2 separate regions of the Zea mays genome follow, and region 2 is linked to region 1. A link is a contact called in public Hi-C data. All regions are on one chromosome and are shown on one strand. The core of a region is the stretch at or near the end of the contact, and the rest is flanking DNA. Distances in the headings are between cores, read along the strand shown.

Region 1 (6,524 bases), core at 397-2,896:
CCTGGCGCCACAAAGCTGACTAGGAGATGCCACCTAGATCAACTTGTATTCTTCATTGTAGGGCGGCTCCTCTTGGACCACCTGCTCTTCACTTGTGGGGGGTTTATATATCGCAAGAGTGAGCTCACAAAAGATCATAGCTCAACAAGTTGTGGGGAATAATGTCCATGAACTCACTAAAGGTGGGAGCTCATGTGAAGTGTAAGGCTGATCAATAAATAAGGGTTAAAGTTGAGCATGGCTTTTAGAAGTTGGTCAAATTTTATTAGCAGTTACTAAATGTTAGTAAATACCAAACCAGAGTAATAGTAGAACAAAATTGATAATAAACCACAATGCGATGGAAATTACAAATTGAATTTAATTCCATAAATTAATCATGTGAGGGTCCAAGCCGCTCATGACCGTGAGCACGGCTGATATACCAATTTTACACTCTGTAGAGGTTGCGCATCTTTACCCACAATTCATGTTACCCATCTGCCAAGGGATCATGACTCCCATAGACCTCTACCAAGGAAGCGAGGCAGGGTAACACTACGAGGCCTTTACAAAGTTTCACTAGCTTCAGAAAGCCGCTACAATTTTTAGGAAGCTCCAATGCAGGGATCCTTCGCCTGACCGTCATCGCAGCAAAATCAACCCAAGGACCTCCCTAAACTGACCACTCCCCTATTGCCCTTGCTCCTTTCGGGTAAGGTAGTCCTCCACTAGCTTTCCTAATTAGTCAGCCAAGGGCGTCCCATACCACCCTTGTGGTAGCACTGTTTTCCCGGGTGATCGCTCCATGTTCCAATTAACATAATGATCTTATCATAAACAGTAAATAACAAACTGATAATAAAAGTATGATAATAAATAATGTGTATCTTCATAACCAAAACCATATAAAGCAATAGCAGGTACTACCCAAAAATTCAGTGGTAAACAAGGTATAAAGATAGCCAAACTAGGTTAACTTATTGGGTCCCATCAAAATTAACATATGTGGATCATTATGATTAATAAGAATATTATTGGGTAAAAGAAGTGATTAAGGGTACAACTTGCCTTCAACGAGCTCCTGCTCAGCAGTCTCCACCTGCTGAACCCCCGGATCCTCAGTAGCTGGCTCGTCTACTCGCATCAATACAAACAAACATGGTATAGCAGAAATTAACATCACACCAAACAGTAGAACAGAATGCATGATAATATTCTACGCGACGTAACGAGATCGTAGGAACAAGAATCACTAAATTCGGAGTTACGGTTATCTAGTTATGAATTTCTGATGTTATTTAGTGCCTAATATAGAATAATTCAAGTGAATAATTGTAATACAAGTTTCATAGCTAAATAGAGTTACTAGTTGATAGACAACGTTAATACAAAATTAATGCCACTAGAATGGATTAAAAAGGATTTTAAATGAGTTTTATATGAATTAAATGAGTTTCTGGAATTATTTATATACTAAAAGTTTATTTTCTATAATTAACTATCTGTTTTCTTTGCTCACTGGACTGCGTGCCAAATACCAAAGAATTCAGGGGCTAATTCGAAAGATCCTCAGGACTCTAGCTACACCCGCATGAGGACTGTGGGTTAGTTATGTAAAAGCCCAAGGTCTCTTATGTAAAACTCTATGTCGAAGGGTTATCGGGCGACCGGGGCCATCCGATCAAATTTCAATGCGCCAGATTAGATTTAAACTACCCCTGAAGCGTTATGTGGAGATGGTCGTCGGATCTAGGATCGACGAGTGTCGCAAAAATGCGTGTGATTAGATCTCGACTGCTACCCTATGATCTAACGGTCCGGATAGAATTCAGCACAAAGTGTTTCATTGAGTTAATCATGGCCATCCACCCAAGGATCTATGTCACGCGCCGCGCCAAGGTTCTTCCCTGTTCACAATCATCCCCCAACCTGACGGCGCAACACCGCCGCAGCGCCATTGCCGGCACACCCAGACTCCCCTCTCCGATCGCCATTCTCCGAGCGATTAAGTGCTACCCTATGCGGGGTAGGCCACGATGCAGATGAGATGAGTACTGATCGACGGAGACAACCCATGCAAGGCGGCCACGACGACCCACGGAAGAACTCGAAGGAAAATACTCTAGTAATGAATTCGCCGCGCTCCGACCACCAATTCCGCACGCGGAGGCTTTGATTACACTCGCGGCACCCAGATGAGCCCCCTCAGCCACACTACCGCGAGTCGAAGCGACAATGGGTGGAAGCGGCGACTACACCACGATGATGTCCCTCACGGCACTCTCGGCGCGGTCGATTAGGCCCCCAACTACGTAGGCGGCGGCAAATTTGGGGCCAGTAGTTAGCTTGAGAAGACCCGCAACAGGTTTTTTTATACACGAAATTGAATGGGTTCAACTGATTCCGAAATTGCCGCGCTACACGAGCTCCCTCTCCCTCTGTGGACTTCGGCGGTCGACGAACAACCAGCTGATGAGGGGGCCCCAGTAGCAGAGCAACGACTGCGATTAATAAGCACCAGTCAGCTGACTCGGCGGCCCCACATCACAGTGGCACCCCTAAGCAAAAGGTGCCAGGCCTCGCGCGCCCATGGCTTGATGGGCCGAGGAGAGTGGATTTGGCCCATCCCACGTTTCTCTTTTTTTCTCCTTTTTCTTTTCTCTTTTTTTTGTATCCCAAGTTTAAATCCAAATTTGATTGTGAACTTTGGATTTTTAGGTTAAATATTCAAATTGAAAATGTCAGTATGAGAAGGCACATTTATGTATATATTTTTTTCTTTATTTTCATTTAGGATTTTCCTTTATCCCTTCTCTTTTCTTTTCCATTTTCAAACCCTAATCTCCATTTAGGCTTCAATTCATTTCCTTATTACTATATTTTGATTAATAGTGTTGCTATTATATGCATAGGCAACAAAACTCCAACATGATGCACATTTTATTGAGCTATTATTTATTTTAAACATGTCTTCTAATAATTCTTATGAATGAGAATGCATTACACATAAATTTTTATTCCTTTCTTTAGTTTCCAAAGTTGGGTATTACATAAATCCACCATCGATGGAGATGGTGATGGCTGAGTCGTGGCTTCCCCAAGTAGCGTCGTCCATGGGGACGGAGACGCCGTCAGCGAAGATGATGTGACAAAATTTGTTGTTGCCCCTACAGATGGGTACGTCGGCGTCCAAGACGTGGTGACAAAATTGGCAGACGATGCTACCCAAGGAGATGGGGACGTCGGTTGCCAGGACGACGTGATAAAGGTGCCATGCGGCGTAGCCCATGGAGATGGGGATGCCAGTTGCCAGGACGACGCCGCGAAATTGGCAGCAGAAGCCATAGGATTGGATGGAAACCCAAACTATCTATCGTGGTTTCAGAAACTGGGGGACAATAGATTTGTGTTCGGTGGGGATGCAAGCGCGGACTCACTCTAAATGGTGGATCACGGTGACACGAGTAAGGAACTGAGACACGGGGTTTATACTGGTTCAGGCTTTCGCCCTAGTCCAGTGCACCTAGTCCAGTGCAGTGCTGATCGTAGTATTGCTTTGAGGCGTATTTGAGAGCACCTAGAGGGGGGTGAATAGGTGATCCTGTAAAACTTGAAACTTAAGCCACAAAAACTTGGTTAAGTGTTAGCACAATAATCTCCAAGTGGCTAGAGAGGAGTCTCAACAAAACACAATAACCACAAAGATATCAATCACAGAGATGGCACGGTGGTTATCCCGTGGTTCGGTCAAGACCAACGCTTGCCTACTCCACGTTGTGGCGTCCCAACGGACGAGGGTTGCAATCAACCCCTCTCAAGCGGTCCAAAGACCCACTTGAATACCACGGTGTTTTGCTTTGCTTTTCTTAATCCCGTTCGCGCGGAATCTCCACAACTTGGAGCCTCTCGCCCTTACACTTGAAGTTCACAAAGAAGCACGGAGTAAGGGAGGGATGAGCAACACACACAAGACACAAAATCAGAATGTCAACACGCACACAAGTCGCAACAAGAGCTCACAACACAACCCGACGAGTTCACAACTCAACTAGAGCTCTAGATGCTATCACGAAGAAACAAATGCGTGGAATCAAAGTCTTGGTGCTTAGGAATGCTTTGAGTATATTTGGTTGTCTCCTCCATGCGCCTAGGGGTCCTTTTTATAGCCCCAAGGCAGCTAGGAGCCGTTGAGAGCATTCCAGGAAGGCTGATCTTGCCTTCTGTCGCCTGGCGCACCGGACAGTCCGGTGCACCATCGGACACTGTCCGGTGCGGATATCCTTCCTTATTTGGCGAAGCCGACCGTTGGGGTTAGAGAGCCGTTGGCGCACCGGACACTGTCCGGTGCACATCGGACAGTCTGGTGCCTCCTTCTAGCCGTTGGCTCGGCCACGTGTCCCGCGCAGATCGTGCGGCCGACCGTTGGCCCGGTCGACCGTTGGCTCACCGGACAGTCCGGTGCACACCGGACAGTCCGGTGAATTATAGCCGTACGCTGTTAATTCCTTCCCGAGAGCGGCAAGTTCGCCTGAGCCAGCCTGGCACACCGAACACTGTCCGGTGCGCCACCGGACGTTGTCCGGTGCACCGCCGGACAGTCCGGTGCACCCAGACCGAGCTGACTTTGGCTGAACAGAGTCATCTCATTTCCAATTCATTCTTTCCTGTTTCCAACACTTAGACACAATATATTAGTCCATAAAACAATGTACTAAGTCTAGAAACATACCTTTTGACATGATTTGCACTTTGTTCACCGCATTGCATAGATCAACACAAAAGCACTTGCGTTGGCACTCAATCACCAAAATACTTAGAAATGGCCCAAGGGCACATTTCCCTTTCAATCTCCCCCTTTTTGGTGATTTATGCCAACATAACATAAAGCAGCTAGAACAAGTGCAATATCGATGCAAATGAAAACTCAATATAGTTTTGATTCATATTTGGCATATATGGATCACTCTTTGCCACCACTTGGTTTGTTTTTGCAAATCAAACTCAATTTCCTATCTCTAAGTCAAATTCACTTGTTAAGACATAAGGAGAGTTATTCCAAGACAAATTGATTCAGGATTTCAAAAACTCCCCCTTTTTCCCATAATCAACACTTCTCCCCACAAGAAACCAACATTTTGACAAAAGGAGCCAACGAGAGTATTTTGACAAAACAAAAAGCTCTATTCTATTATTTTCAAAATTCTCAAGTGGTAGTTGATCCATTTGTTGCTTTGGCCTTTATTTTCTCCCCCTTTGGCATCCAACACCAAAACGGGATCAATCTTGGCCCTAGAACCCCATTGCCTCACCAAAATCTTCAATACGAATACACAGGCAATAAGAGTACGAAGATGAACTTGGAAAAAGTTACTCTTTCATCGGAGTGCAGTGGAAGACTTGCATGGTCCAAGTCCACCTTTTCCCTTTCAATCCTCCTTCGAGACTAAAACAAGCAAACTCAAGCACATGGTTAGTCTCAAAGGGTCAAGTTGTAACACATCTCCCCCTAAATACGTGCATCACTTTGCAACGGACTTGTGAGGTCCGGGGAGTGTTAGTACAACTTTGAGCACCATAAATAAGCAACAAAATGCATAAGGAACATGATCAAAGGTATAAACACATGTATGCTATAAATCAATCCAAGTTCCACGAATCTAGAACATTTAGCTCATTACGCAGCCTGCAAAAGGTCTTCTCATCTAAAGGCTTGGTAAAGATATCGGCTAGCTGGTTCTCGGTGCTAACATGAAACACTTCGATATCTCCCTTTTGCTGGTGGTCTCTCAAAAAGTGATGCCGGATGTCAATGTGCTTTGTGCGGCTGTGCTCAACAGGATTTTCCGCTATTCGGATAGCACTCTCATTATCACACAGGAGTGGGACTTTGCTCAGATTGTAGCCAAAGTCCTGGAGGGTTTGCCTCATCCAAAGTAGTTGCGCGCAACACTGTCCTGCGGCAACATACTCGGCCTCAGCGGTGGATAGGGCAACGGAAGTTTGTTTCTTAGAGTTCCACGACACCAGGGACCTTCCTAAGAATTGGCACGTCCCTGATGTACTCTTCCTATCGACCTTACATCCAGCATAGTCGGAATCCGAATATCCAATCAAGTCAAAGGTAGACCCCTTTGGATACCAGATCCTGAAGCAAGGCGTAGCGACTAAATATCTAAGAATTCGCTTCACAGCCACTAAGTGACACTCCCTTGGATCGGATTGAAATCTAGCACACATGCATACGCTAAGCATAATATCCGGTCTACTAGCACATAAATAAAGTAAAGACCCTATCATAGACCGGTATGCTTTTTGATCAACAGACTTACCTCCTTTGTTGAGGTCGGTGTGTCCGTCGGTTCCCATCGGAGTCTTTGCGGGCTTGGCGTCCTTCATCCCAAACCGCTTTAGCAAGTCTTGCGTGTACTTCGTTTGAGAGATGAAGGTGTCGTCCTTGAGTTGCTTCACTTGGAACCCAAGGAAGTAGTTCAACTTTCCCATCATCGACATCTCGAATTTTTGAGTCATCACCCTGCTAAACT
Region 2 (6,204 bases), core at 3,542-6,041, 350 kb before region 1:
CACAGGTTTACGATCGGAATCTAAAAATTCGATCGGTAAAAACTGTAACTTGTACCCTCAATTGACTTCAAAAATTCACGTAAGTCATACATTTATATAAAATTAATGATAATATATAAGGTAGCAGGCCACAATAAATATATAAAGTAAGAAATCATAAAACAATAAAATCATTATTATGTATTTAAATAAAGTAGAATCAAGATGTGTATAATGATATGGCACTTACATTCTATTTATACACCTACTACTTGGTATAGTCAATATAATTAGTGTCCTCGTGGTACTTCTTAAGTTCTCATTCAAATTATGAATATATGTATCAAGAGTAATAAGAGGTAAGAAAACATAAATAAGATTTATAAAAGTTTCAAACGATTCTAAACTATATATCATTAGATAGATCTTGATTTTAGAAAAATAATAAAATTAGTTTTATATTTTTCTAAGCTAAGATGAATTTATTATGAATTTATAAAGATTAGTTCAGATTTAATATTTTTTCTGAAAAATACCGAATTTATTACCGACGGTAAAATACCGAATAAAAACGGTAATTTTCGGAAACGGTCGGAAGAGACCCAAACCGTTTCCGTTTCCGATTCCGAGTTTTTCTACCGATTCCGTTTCCGTTTAGACCTAAATTTCGGTAAAATTTCGAAAACGATTTCCGATATCCGAAAATTACCGTTTCCATTTTCATCCCTAGCCAAACACATGTCTCCAGTAGTTCTAGGTAGCTAGCTAGTCGTCCAAACCCTAGCTAGCCAGGGCCAGGGCTGATGGTCCGTCCCAGTATTTTGCTGTATTCATGCCGTACGTACGTATCTCCCCTGGTCTTTTTGTGATCAAAGTATGCGCGCACCATCGAAGGATGGATAGGATCGGGACGGCGCTGTGCCCATTCAAATTAAATTCGGGGTCTCTACTCTCTATATATTATTATATATACATATATACGGCAACCTAGTGTGAAGCGAGATATAAAGCTACTACTCTAATTCATAAAAATCATCTCTTTGACCATTATAACAATATTTACGCTTTATCTTGTATAATTTACGCTCAAACCTGCAAGCTCATAGGATCTCAAAAGGCACCTGCCATAAAAATCAAAAAATGCATGAGTGTCTCGTGTGGATGAACATGCTAAAAACGAGTTTTTTTATGTTATATCTACGAACTATTTATACTATTTATAGAACTATTTATACAAACAAACAAAAAAAACACTACTGCAATTTATATCGTGCATCCCATGCGGAGGGTTGAGGATTGAATCGGGTTGGACTGACACGCGTAGGAGAGGGTTGACCTGATGCACTGGTCAGACTTTTTGTAACTATTGAAAGCATTGGGCTCCAAATAACCACACCCTATATGTATACACGTACGTCCTGCATTATTTTTTATGTTAATTAAAGAGATTGGTGCTCCCTCCCCGCGTCGTCCACTCAGTAGCGAGCTAATTAAGGTCCATCCCATCCGTATCAACGACGATGACGACACTGTGCAGTGTTTACATTGTAGACGCTAGACCGACGGGCGCCGGCGACGACGACGAAGTGGGAGAGCTGACGATCGACGACGGACGTATCTTCTGCACTCGTCGCCGTCGCCGTCGATCATCCATGCGCACGCTGCATATACGTGTATGGACCTGCATGCCGATCGATGAGCAGAGCAGGATGCAATGTCGGAGACTACGTACGTACGTGCCGCGCGCCCATGGATGCATGAGCATCCACTCGCAGCTGCACAATGGATGATGAGCACCACCAGCACACCATTCAATTCAGTGAGGGGAGGGGAGGAGAGGGAGAAACAGAGTCCTGCGACTAGCTAGATCATCCAAACTCTATCGAACACACCCTAAACTACTGAATAATCTCAGAGCAATCCTCCACGCAACACGATGGCGTGCCACCTAACCCACCATCCTCCTCCACCTCTTCCCCTCCTTTGCTTTGGCTTTGCCCATGCATGCCCATCCTCTTCCCTCTCCGGCCTTATCCATTGCACACGGCCCCCAAACCCAAGCTGCAGCTCATGTTTATCCATACCTTCCGTTTAATTTCAAAGCAACAAACTACACCCGCGAGGATGACCATCATACAGTTCATACTCATCATGCATGCCAAGGTGGTGTCCCGTCCTTTTGTGCCCTTTTTTTTGGGTTGTTAGAATGCGTTTGGTTTCTAGTGAATATTTTTTAGATCTCTATTTTATTCTATTTTAATTTCTCAATTGCTAAATACAGAAACTAAATAATTTAAAAAATATTTTATCGAGTGTCCAAGAATAACACTCGGCAAAACATGCTCTGCCAAGTGTCAGACGTAAGAAGATTCTTTGCCGAGTGCCAAAGCTCGATACTCGACAAATATAACGGCTGTCAGTTATAGACGGCTCTTTGCCGAGTGTCGCCATTCGCTGAGTGTTTGGCACTCGGCAAAGATTTCTTTGGCGAGAGTTCTGCTCTCGGTAAACACGGTCATTACCCAGAGCAGGACTTTGCCGAGCGCCCGACAAAAAACACTCGGTAAAGCGTCGAACACTCGACAAGAGCCGAATTCCGATAGTGTTAGACACTAAAATGGAATAAAATAAAGTGACTAAAAATTAGTCCATACAAACCAAACATCCATTTAGTTACTTCCCCCTCTGCATACCTTGTCACACTATTGTTTGTGCGTCGCCTTCTACAGTATTTTCGGTCACAAATAAATTGTGTCTTGAGATGCCATATATCACACCCTTTGGCTACAAATTATCTCTATTTTTATTAAGTCTGGACGTATAGAGATACCTATGGGTACATTAGTTTAAATTAAATATAATTTTCATAAATAAATAATTTAATAGATACATATATGTTTTACTACTATAAAACATCAATTTCGACGGACGAAACACGTAGGTTTCCTCATGTAGGTTGTAGCAGTATGCTGTTACCCATTGATAGTCCGTGAAAGCTACCTAAGTCCTTATTAGTGAGCCATTATTATATATGTACATAAAGCTCGAAGCACGAAAGCCGACTCGAAGCACATTTTTTCGCCCGGTATGAGCCCGGTCCGATTCGCTTTTATACGGACCCGAGCCGGCCCGGCATGAATAAGCGGGCCGGTCCCGAACAGGAAACTAAATCCGGCGGGTTAGCTCGACACGACCCATTTACCTTTAAGCTCGTCAAGGTTGTTTTTTACACTAAATCGTGCTTAACTGCTTGCTTGACCTGTTTTCGGACCTTTTTCCGTGCTTACCATGCCGGCACGACCCATTTAGCCCCGCAGGGGGCCGGACTCGGTAAAGAAAACGAACACACAACTTGGATAGTCCGATCCAATTTTCTAACCGTGCCTGATGGACCGAACCTAAAACGAGTCAAGCTTCATCGAACTCGGATCAGGCCAGACCAGGCCGTGCAGCCCGTTTGGCCATTTCTAGCCGTTACCCATAGATATACGGTGACGACCATATACAATTCTAACACACGACACGAGAGGGTGCTTCGTAGCCCAGGTGGTACTCCCGTACGGTACGGATCACTGCCTTGAGATTCCCACAAACACGCAAGATCCTGGCGCAGTGAGCTGTCGGAGCCTTGAGCAGTTGACACTGAAATTCACGTATACTGTTTCTCGCTGCTGCTAGTGGACTGTTTTGCCACAGCCAAGAGACCAGAGGGGAGCCAGCAGCAAGGACACACCTCTGCCTGTGCTCCATAAACACATACACCTACTTTGTCAAAAAAAAAAAAACATTGCAATTTTTTTTACAAAAGCAACCAAAAGGTCTTTTTTTTTACAAGTTGCAAGCAGCACAAGTGTTACAGCAGCCTATGAGATTAACCCGGTAACTTTCAGGCTTCAGCATCTGTGGAGCTGAAACCGGTGCTGTAATTTCATTTTCACCTTAGAGCGGGCAAGTTTCAAGTGTTAGGGTTAGAACCTAGGTGTCGTTTGATTTACGAAATGTAAAGTAAATAGCAACGGTGGTAACAAGTTTAGATAGTCCGGTATTATTTTATAATGTGGTATCTGATTACGATTCGGTACTAAACAAATATAATATAATGTTATCAATTATCCATCACGTTACAAATATGTGAATCAAACGACACTTTAACACTACTTATTAGTGGACTAGATTTTCTTTCTTTCTTTTTTTTTTCCGGAAAGAGCTTTGGAGTAATTTTCTTTGATTGGTTGTTACCGAGTGAAGGACCAATAAGAGGGCCAATCGTCGGTGTGCCTGCGATTTGTTTAAAATCGAGGGATTTATTAGTATTAATATATTATACACCTACCGAGGTGGCCAGGCCACTAGTGCGCCACCCATAACCACGCTAAAATATTTTATCCACACATAAATCACACACACCAGAATTTGCCGACAATAAGAGATTAGTAGACTACCTGCCAGTCGTAGGAGGCACATAAAGTACAATCACATGTATTTGGACGAATATTATTTGAAACAACGATTGAATCTTGCCAGCACTGCAGCACGTATTTAGGTCTAGTCCACCAAACACCTCATCACCAAACAATATATCAAATCAAACACAAAAATTTACAAATCTCATTAAACACGTGCTAATGAACCTTATATATACACACACAGTACACAGACTCCCTCTCTATTGTTTGTACATTACAGTACACAAAAAAGTCCAAACCAAATCGACCCAAAGAAAACTCCTTGATCGCCCTCAATAAAAAAACTAACTGTATATCTGCCCCTCACAAGCCACCACCAAGTCACCAACCCGAGTCCGATGTATACGCGCGGCAACAATAATATCCTTTCCTTTCTTTTGTATAAAAAACACCCGCCTCCGTCTCCATCTCCGGTGAGCAGGAAGAGGGGGAGGGAGGAGGCCAAGAGCGCAGCGGCGAAGCCATAGCCAAGCTCACCCGATCCAGTCCCTGCCGCTCCCAGCGTGCCACAGCCAGTCCCGCGCTAGCTCAGCTCAGCTCAGATTCACGAGCTCGTCTCCCAGATCCAGCTTCGTCTGGTTGAATTCTCTTCTTTGGAAGTAAATATGTAGTTTTGGCCGGAAAGGCCGGCTCTTGTCTCTCCCTGGTGTTTTTTGCCGCCGTTGCTCGATCGAAATGTGACCTTTTTGCGCTTCGCAGGTGCTGGTGGGCGGCGTGGTTTGGTGCTTTGGGGGCCTGCGTGTTAAGTTTCTGCGTTCTCCGGGCTATCTGCCTGTCTTGCTGCGGCCTGCGGCGGCGGGGTGGAGATGGGGGTGGCCGGGGAGAAGTTCCAGCTGGGGACGGTGGGGGCGCTCAGCCTCTCGGTGGTGTCCTCCGTCTCCATCGTCATCTGCAACAAGGCTCTCATGAGCTCCCTCCGCTTCAACTTTGGTATGAGATCCGCCTGGCTCCTTTCCGTTCTGCTACTGTTTGGCTCTTAGATGCTTCTGCTCCATGTTTTTGCTCGTATGCTGTCTGCTGAGGCGCGAGGGGGTCAAGATTAGTCCAGGCGGATTCAGGGAGCAGTGGGAATTGGTGGGTGCTGCACAAGTGCACGGCAGCCTTTTGCTGTGAATTGGTATCAGGAGACTGGTGCTGCGACAGATTTCACAGTTTCAGGGGCGAGTTTAGATTAGTTTGTGCCTCTAGGGGAGGAATACCTGTGGATCGAATATTTGGTGTTGTGAGTTGGAAAATGAGTGAACTTTGAGTTCATATGATAGGGCTAAGGTGATTTTACTGGAATTAGTTATGCCGTGGAAAAGGGAAGTGATACCAAAATGGTCTCTGTGGTCTTTAGCAGTAAAACATCGTCATACTTTTCCTATTAATTACACATGGATATGTTTTTGCTGTTTGATCTATTTTTGGAATCCGGGCATTAATTTACATGGATATCTTATTATCTTGTTGTTGGTGCCTTTTTGGTCACCAAACACTATAATGAACCGCTTGGCGGTACTTGGCACCTTGGGTTCGGCTCCGCAAGGTGAACAGTAGTGGCGGCCTGCGACAGGTCGCCGGATCGCCTGGTAGTGCCCTCTGCGACGGCGCGGACGGTCCGCGGCCTTGGGCCGGACGGTCCGCGACCTGGGCGCAGGAGCGGTGTCTTCCCTGCGTCACACCGGACGGTCCGCAGCTCTGGGCCGGACGGTCCGCGACCTGGCGACAGGGTCGTCTTCCTCCTCCTTGCTGGAATCTAGATCTCGTCCACTGGGGG

Evidence for each region. A called contact is a pair of places that touch in the nucleus more often than the background predicts.
Region 2: a contact with region 1 is called in a Hi-C map of ear, with 1.7 times the contacts expected there. The contact joins the promoter of LOC100280830 here to the enhancer-like site in region 1. A contact is called at or near these places in 2 of 25 Hi-C or Micro-C datasets (ear and endosperm).

What each region holds. Positions count from the first base shown.
Region 1 is chr8:16,614,438-16,620,961 of Zm-B73-REFERENCE-NAM-5.0, reverse strand. No RefSeq gene overlaps it. Among protein-coding and RNA genes, the nearest start is that of LOC103634846, 46 kb to the right of the region's middle. Within about 2 kb of position 1,646, at least 17 of the 20 cell types and tissues checked have an H3K27ac peak or open chromatin away from gene starts, as enhancers often do. A contact at or near this core is called in ear and endosperm, where this site is marked.
Region 2 is chr8:16,967,475-16,973,678 of Zm-B73-REFERENCE-NAM-5.0, reverse strand. LOC100280830 (integral membrane protein like) reads left to right here and starts at 4,791. Exons shown (of 8, transcript NM_001399072.1): 1 at 4,791-5,044; 2 at 5,145-5,375. The coding sequence starts at 5,252.